Linked DNA regions of Mus musculus: region 1 is linked to region 2. A link is a contact called in public promoter capture Hi-C data. All regions are on one chromosome and are shown on one strand. Each heading gives the region's core, a stretch centred on a gene start, on an enhancer-like site or on the middle of the called end of the contact. The rest is flanking DNA. Distances are from core to core; before and after follow the strand shown. Region 1 holds the start of Tmem250-ps (transmembrane protein 250, pseudogene). Region 2 holds the start of Dipk1b (divergent protein kinase domain 1B).

Region 1 (3,324 bases), core at 454-2,953, 490 kb before region 2:
TGGGCCTGGGCGGCAGTGCTGTTTTGCAGTGGCGGTGCAGTGTCCGGATGGCCAGCATAGGTGTCATCAGCGTCTAGGAGCCCTCAGCTGAGCCTTGGGGGAGGTGCTGGCCTGCAGGGAGAAATACAGAATGCCAGGTGAGAGCTCAAGGGTGTCCCTGTCAGTAACTCAGTTGCAACCCAAGGATGCACTTTTGACTCTTTTCATGAGTCCTCAGCCTGTGCAGGCCAATGGTTAACATTCTACCTCCCAGTGCTGGGAGAGGAAAGCAACAGTAACTATGCCCCTCAGCAGCCGCCGGCCGGGAGAGGGTCCCTAGGACTGCCAGGGATAAAACGGGGACAGTAGTGCTCTAGCTAAGCTCACTCTTTAGTTTCTTGAAGACCCACACACCCGGCTACTGGTTGCCCAGTACTCCCCATTACTTCCATAGTGACTTATAACAGTCCCCTTCAAGGACACTCCATGCAGAGTCACAAGAGGACTGGGATGAAGGGGGTGTCCACATAGCAAGCCCCTAAGGTTACTTGCTGGGCCTGAACTTTGGCATTATTTTGGCAGGTTACCATCTCACCTCCCACTGATCTTGCTCCGTAAATTGAGGCACCAAGACCTCTTCCCTGGGGCTGCCTGTACACAACAAAAGCATTACTGGCTTATCTAGGCTGGACATAGTGTCAGAGTTCTCCAAACTGGGACACAGAGAGGAGAAATGGCGTGTGGTTCCTTGTTTCACCAAGCAATTGTCATTCGCAGCAGCCTATGTTAATTTGCATATGGGGGAAAAAAAACACTAAATTTCAAACTATGGGACACTAGAGACCAAAAGTTGGTAACAGGACAGGGCAACATCGCCAACAGGCTTTTGCGACTTCCACTCCAACGGCTTCTGTCACCGCCGTAGGTCCTGAGCAAATGGCCGCCAGCGCAGCTGCGGCCGAGGCGCAGTGGGAGGAAACCTGTCCCGAGCCGGGGAGGCTTAGCTATGTTTTACCCAGCTAGACAGGGCAATGGCCTCATTCAGGCGTGTCACTGGACACCGCACAGGAGGGGGATGCGGTCTGCAGCAGGTGTACTCGGGTGGAGGTGCATGCCATGGCGCGGCCCGGCGCGGGGCACGCGTCTCTGAGCACGGGACCCTAGAGCAGGACATCCAGCTCTCCAAGGCCCGCTAACTCGGCGCGTGGAGATACGACCCTCACTAGCCATAGGCTACGCGCGACCCCGGCCCTCAGCCCGCGTTTTCTGCGGGCGCCACTTCCGGTGTCGGGGCGCCGTTGCCGTGGAGACGGCCCTTAGGTCCGTGGCCGGTCCCCGCCCGTCCTCGGCGGCTCACCCGGTGCCCTCTCCGTGGCGGTGCCGGTGTCCGGAACCATGCGGCGGGCCGACGGTGCTGGGGACCGGGCCTGCGGCTGAGCTTGTGCCCCGGGGGTGCGACGCCAAGGCGGGCACATGCCGCCGAGGACGGGGTCGCTTCGCGCGGCCCTTCAGTTGCCCCCGGCTGGCTCTGGCCCGGAGGGGAGGGCGCTCCCGGGCCGGGCCCGAGGCGTTTGTCCCAGCGTGGGAGCCGTAGTGTTGTCCCTCGGCGGCCACCGTAGCACGGTCTTCACGCCCCCTCCGCCCGCGACGACACGGTGAAGCCTCGCAGCGCCCACCGCGGGCCCGCGCGGAGCATCCAGGAATTCCTCATTATCCGAGGACGCGCACTAGCGTGCGCGCGCCGTGAGCCGACCGTGACGTCATTGGCCCGCGGCCTCAGCCGGAGCGTGAGTTTAGCTCTCCCGCGCAGGCGCAGATGGGAGAACTAAGGGCGAGGAGGCTGGTCCTCTCCGTGTCAGTGCGCGTGCGCGAGTGTGGGAGGGGCTTTCTCGCTGTGGTGTGAGCTTGTCTCCTTTCTGGTGGTGCGGTGGAGTTTTTCCTGTGTCCCAACGCGCGCCGCTGGCACCCAGAGAGCAGTGACGGTTGCAGATGAAGCGATCTCGTGCTTTAGGGGTACTCGCTGTAGAGCACAAGGATCCTGGAAGCGCCAAAAGAAAGAGTTAAGCTGGTGTGTCACCGGTCTAAATGACCTTGCCAGGTTCCTGCAAGCAGGTGTGGTAGGTTTCAGTTAAAAGTTGATGTGTGCGTTTGTTGCTAGGATGTGGAGAGAAGGTTGGGTCAGGCCATCATCCCATGACGGACCGGAAAGTAGCCTTACAGGGTTATCCTACATTGACCCTCCTGCTTACCCAGGCGTCAAATGCAGGCTCCCAGGGAAGAGAAACAGACCCTTTGCAGGAAAGGGGAACCTAGGGCTGGCTGCAAGGCACCTTTGCACTTCACAGGGAACACTTGGAGGCCCCAGCCCACGCAAGACCAAGAGCAGCTACAGGCAGTGGCATGTGCACATCCTGCCAGTACAGCCCACAAATGAATGAATAGATGTAAAAATAAGTGAATGTGCCATATGTCATTATACTCTCTTTTAATCACAGCACTCCAGAGGCAGGCGGATCTCTGTAAGTTCTATGCCAGCCAGGTCTTCTTGGTGAGAGTATGTCAAACACATCTTGGGTCAGTGAGATGGCTTGTGGGTAAAGGCACTTGCCACCAAATTAACAATCCTTGGTACCCACATAACAAAGGTGAAAATTGATGCCCTCCTGTTGCCCTCTGACTTACACACACACACACACACACACACACACACACACACACCATGCACACAGAAGTAATGCTTACAATAAGTCTAAGTCAACTGGAGCCCCTGGACTATGTGACCCTGTCTCGAAACAATAAGAAGCATTTCCTCCCCTGGCCTGAGTTTCTGTCACCCTGGAGTGATGATCTTCTGTTTTCTTGATCGTCCCCTCCTTTAGCTCCCCCCTTGGTTCTGTCCCTACTAGAGATGTCCAGTTTCTCTACTTTTTCTGTCCCTCTGTCCCTTTCCACTTGTTCAGCCCTGTTGCTCCTGTAAGAGCCCTCAGAGTCCTCTACACCTCTGACTTTGAGGCTCTCTCCCTCTGAGGTTGGGCAGGTAGCTGCTGCTGACAGCTCTTGGCCTCTAATGTTGGACCACTGGACGGAGACTGAAAGCACCCTGAACGTCTCACTAAAGGATGCTTCTTGTGACCTCTACTCTCTTGCTTTCTGCTAGTTCTTGGAAGTGTTGGGTACCACCACCCACGAACTGATTCCAGAATGATCCAGACCACAGCAGGGTCATCCCCAAGGATAGGATCCAATCTCAGTTGTTCTGTTTGCTATAGGACAGTCCCGCCATAGAAAGTCTACCTGAAGTCTGTCTGTCAGCTTCCACCCTGCTATCTGCTCTGGGCTTCTCAG
Region 2 (3,654 bases), core at 246-2,745:
GGGTCTCTTCCTGAACCTCAGGCTGCTTTCTCAGCTAGGCTGTGAACCAGCAAGTCCTAGCAACCATCCTACAACGGCTCCACTCAACCTGTAACCTGGGTTACAGGTGTGCGCAGGATGCTCGATCTGCTACATGGATGCTGAAATTTGAATTTCAATCTTTATGTTTTCACAATAAGTGCTTTCAGCTGCTGAGTCATTTTTTTCAGCCTTCCCGTCACCACACTTAAACTACATTGTTTATCTGACCTGCAAAATCAAGATTGAAGACATAATAAAATAGTCAAACTGCTTAAGCAGCTCGTTTATAATTGGTGCGATAATGAAACAATCCCATGTTTCCCTTCTTTTTTCTCCTTCCTTCTTTTCTCCCTCCCTCCTTCCCTCCCTCTCTCCTTTCTTTCCTTTCTTCTTTCCTCTCTTCCTCCCTCCTTCCATCCCTTTCTTCCAGCCTCTCTCCCTTCCTTCCTTCTTTCCTTCCTTGAGGCAGGGTCTCCCTTTGGGCTTCTGGCTAGTCTGGAATTTGAAACATAGGCCAGGCTGGTCTTTCTGCTTCTGCTTCTTGGTTTCTGGGACACAGACTTGATGCTATTTTCCATTTGTTTTGTGACCTGCTCCTGGCTCTAGTTCTCTTCAGCCTTTCTAGCTTATAAATCCAAACCCTTCAGCTGGGCTCATGGGACTCTCGCTCCACTTTTATGAAGAGAAGGTTGGCCTGGTTCACTAATTGCGAAGCAATTAACATCCTTAAACTAAAGCTGTCTTTTATCATTTTGCAAGGCATATATATATGGACAGCACTGGGGCACAGGGGAAGGCGTATTCCCTGGGAATGCATATGACATCGCTATAGAACCCCTAAGAAAGGTGTGGGTGAGGATTGAGGGCAGCTGATGCGCATGGTGGACGGTGCATTCTGGCCATTGTCTGCTAAGTTCAATAAGCCTCTAACTAAGGTCAGCTGCTGCTTTCCTAATCACCCTAAATGGGAGTCACAGGAGAGGGGCGTGTCTGTCCATGGGCAGAAATCAGAAGAAACTGGTTCTCAGGAGTAGTTGCTGACCGCGTGGGCTGTGGGTCCTTCCCTATGCCCCGGTGCAACAAGGGCTGAAGACTCTCGGTGCCAGAGGTGGTGGCCTCAGGACTGACTAGCCTCACCTGCATACTGGGGAGGGATGGGGGCAGATCCATCAACGTCTTTTACCCTTGAAAAGGTGGAAGAAATGCGCAAGCGCAGGCGGGGACCTTACAGGTCCTCAGCGCCAGCCTGCCCCGGTGTTTCATGCTCACACAGGGTTGCCGTAGCGGGTCCCGGAGCTCTCGGGAGGTTGGGGGTGGGGGGGTGGGGGGTGGCGTAGGTCCCCAGCGGGAGAGCTAGACTAGCCGCGGGGCCGCGCGCCAGTCCTCCCACGCGCGTGCACGCCCCTTCCGTTTGTCTCCACACGCGCGCGCACGCCCCTCTGTCCATCTTCCCGCGCGTGCACGCCCCTCCTCCAGGCCGTCTCCCCGCGCGTGCGTCGCGGTCCTTGCTCAGAAAGGCACGCGCCTTGCCTTTAACGCGAGCCGAGGACGAGCGGCCCGCATGGAGAGCGAGCGGCGGCCGCTGCGGGCCTGGCCGGGCTGGGGCTGAGGCCGAGCCAGCCGCGGGGTTCCGCAGCCGGGGCCGGAGCCCATCATGCGGCGGCTGCGGCGCTTGGTGCACCTAGTGCTCCTCTGCCCCTTCTCCAAGGGCCTGCAGGTAAGCCGCAGCCGGCCAGGTGCTACCACACGGGGAGGGGCAGGGCGTGGGATGGCGAGGGTCGATGGGTGCACGCGGGTGCACCGGAGTCCTTTCTAACCTTCGCAACTTAAAAAAAAAATTCTGGAATAGCAAACTTGGCCAGCCCCTGGCCAGTTCTTGAGACAGCTGGAAACAGGGGCTGTGGTGACCTTGGGCCAGTGGAGGGCCAGCTCCTGTCTGCAGAAGAGGCCCCTCCCCTCATGCTTTGAGGTGATGGAGTCAGGCCTCTGGGCTCCAGCCGCTGGTTGCCACGGTCCTTAGAGCCTACAGGAAGGAGCCAGCCCTCACCAGTCTAGCCAAGGTCTCTCTGAAGGGCCGTCCTGAGGATGCTGGAGGATGCCTTTGTCCTGGGGCCTGGCCTCCCTTAGACTGTTTTACATAAAGGATGAGGACTGAAGCCTGTTGGATGCAGAGCTCTTCCAGGCCCAGATGCCCTTGTCTGCCCTCTTCCAGAGGCAGTAGCTTGTGCTGTGATCCATGCTCAGGCCTAGGTTGGGTTCGTGACCTGAGGTGTATGGGGGACCCTTCTTGTGCCAGGAGATGGGGTGTACCCATACCCCTAGCCCTGAAGCTAGGCCCTGACTCAGCAATGTGTGGACCCAGGAGTGGCAGGAGAGGGGTTTGGGCCAGTTCCCAGTGGGGCTGGTTCAGAGAGAGCCACTGGCTGAGCCCTTCCTGCCCCAAGCCTCAGTTTCCTGCGTGGGAAACACTAGGGCACCTGCCACCTGGCCCGGGTTTCCTGGGCAGGGAGTTTGCTGTGCAGTTACTATCCCTGTAATGACCTTCCCACCTTCCATGTGACTTTTCTGGAGCTGGACTGTTCAGCCTCGAAAATTATGGGCCCAGGGCTTGCCAACTTGTTCCCCACTGAGTGGCAGAAATCTGTGCGAGCTTTTGAGTACCACTGTGGTGAGTCCCGCCCCGGGGTGAGCAAAGACTCAGGGATCCTGGAGAAGAGCTGCGTCAGACAGAGGCCAGGTAAACCATCAAAGCTTAGCCAAGGTAGTCTAGGGGAGCCACCTGTGCCAAGGTGGCTTGGGAGGGCCTGCCTGGAGTGGTCTCTGACCTGCAGGTTTCTAGCGGCTTCTAGTTCTACATCACTTGGGCCAGCCTGGGCCAGCCGCTGTCCTGGCCCTGGCCCTGGCCCTTTGCTCTAGGTGTGGCTGAGTCCTTTGATCTGGCCTCACAGCCAGTGTCCCTGCAATTTCTCAGTCTTCCTGTTTTAATTTTGGACAAATCTGAAAGAAACAGCTGAGTGCCAGAGCCATGAGTGTCCCAGGAGAAGTCCCCAGAGCCATGCCCCGGAATAGGGACCATCTCCTAGAACTTTCTGGAAGAATGTTCTAGAAGAAGGGCTAAGCATCATTCCTGTGGTAGAGGTTCCTTATGTTCTGGCTCGGAGGCAACTAGGGTAAACTTGAGCTCAGCATGACTCCCAAATCCAAAAGTGGGGTGCTAGCTGGTTTCATTCTCAGACTTTCTGGCCGCGGGTAGACAGGAGGCCACAGGAAATTCTTGACATCAGTAGAGTCCCCCCTGTAGGGTTGCCGTGTTGGTTATTCAGGCCACTTAAGAGGCCGGGAAAGCTTTTCCTGTGATGGACTTCCTTTGTAAACTTTGTAAACCCTCAAGGTAGGAAAGTGGCCAGGTGCCTGCCTAAGGAGTCCTCCCTGTCATAACTGATTTCAGCCTCTGTCACAAAGGTCATGTTCATCCCCTCAACAGGACCCTCCCTATATTATGGTAATTTTAGGTGAAAAGTGTGAACAAAAACTTGCAATGCCAGAACAAGAAAGCTCACCAATTAACCCCTGAGCTCCCAAGCTCAGGCCCTGAAATCCCACCACTCCTCACCCTGGAAATCTTCATTCTAG

Evidence for each region. Promoter capture Hi-C pulls out the DNA fragments that hold promoters and counts their contacts.
Region 1: a promoter capture Hi-C map of neural stem cells shows a contact between it and region 2. The contact joins the promoter of Tmem250-ps here to the promoter of Dipk1b in region 2. A contact is called at or near these places in 4 of 39 promoter capture datasets (the 3T3-L1 cell line, hippocampal neurons, neural stem cells and 1 more), 6 of 484 Hi-C or Micro-C datasets (B cells, the N1E-115 cell line, cortical neurons and 2 more) and 1 of 115 datasets of contacts at active chromatin or transcription factors (large pre-B cells).

Annotation. Positions count from the first base shown.
Region 1 is chr2:26,138,803-26,142,126 of GRCm38.p6, forward strand. It overlaps Tmem250-ps (transmembrane protein 250, pseudogene), which reads right to left and starts at 1,704. Exons shown (of 2, transcript NM_001256521.1): 1 at 1,337-1,704; 2 at 1-111.
Region 2 is chr2:26,626,962-26,630,615 of GRCm38.p6, forward strand. Dipk1b (divergent protein kinase domain 1B) reads left to right here and starts at 1,496. Exons shown (of 5, transcript NM_019833.3): 1 at 1,496-1,738. The coding sequence starts at 1,676.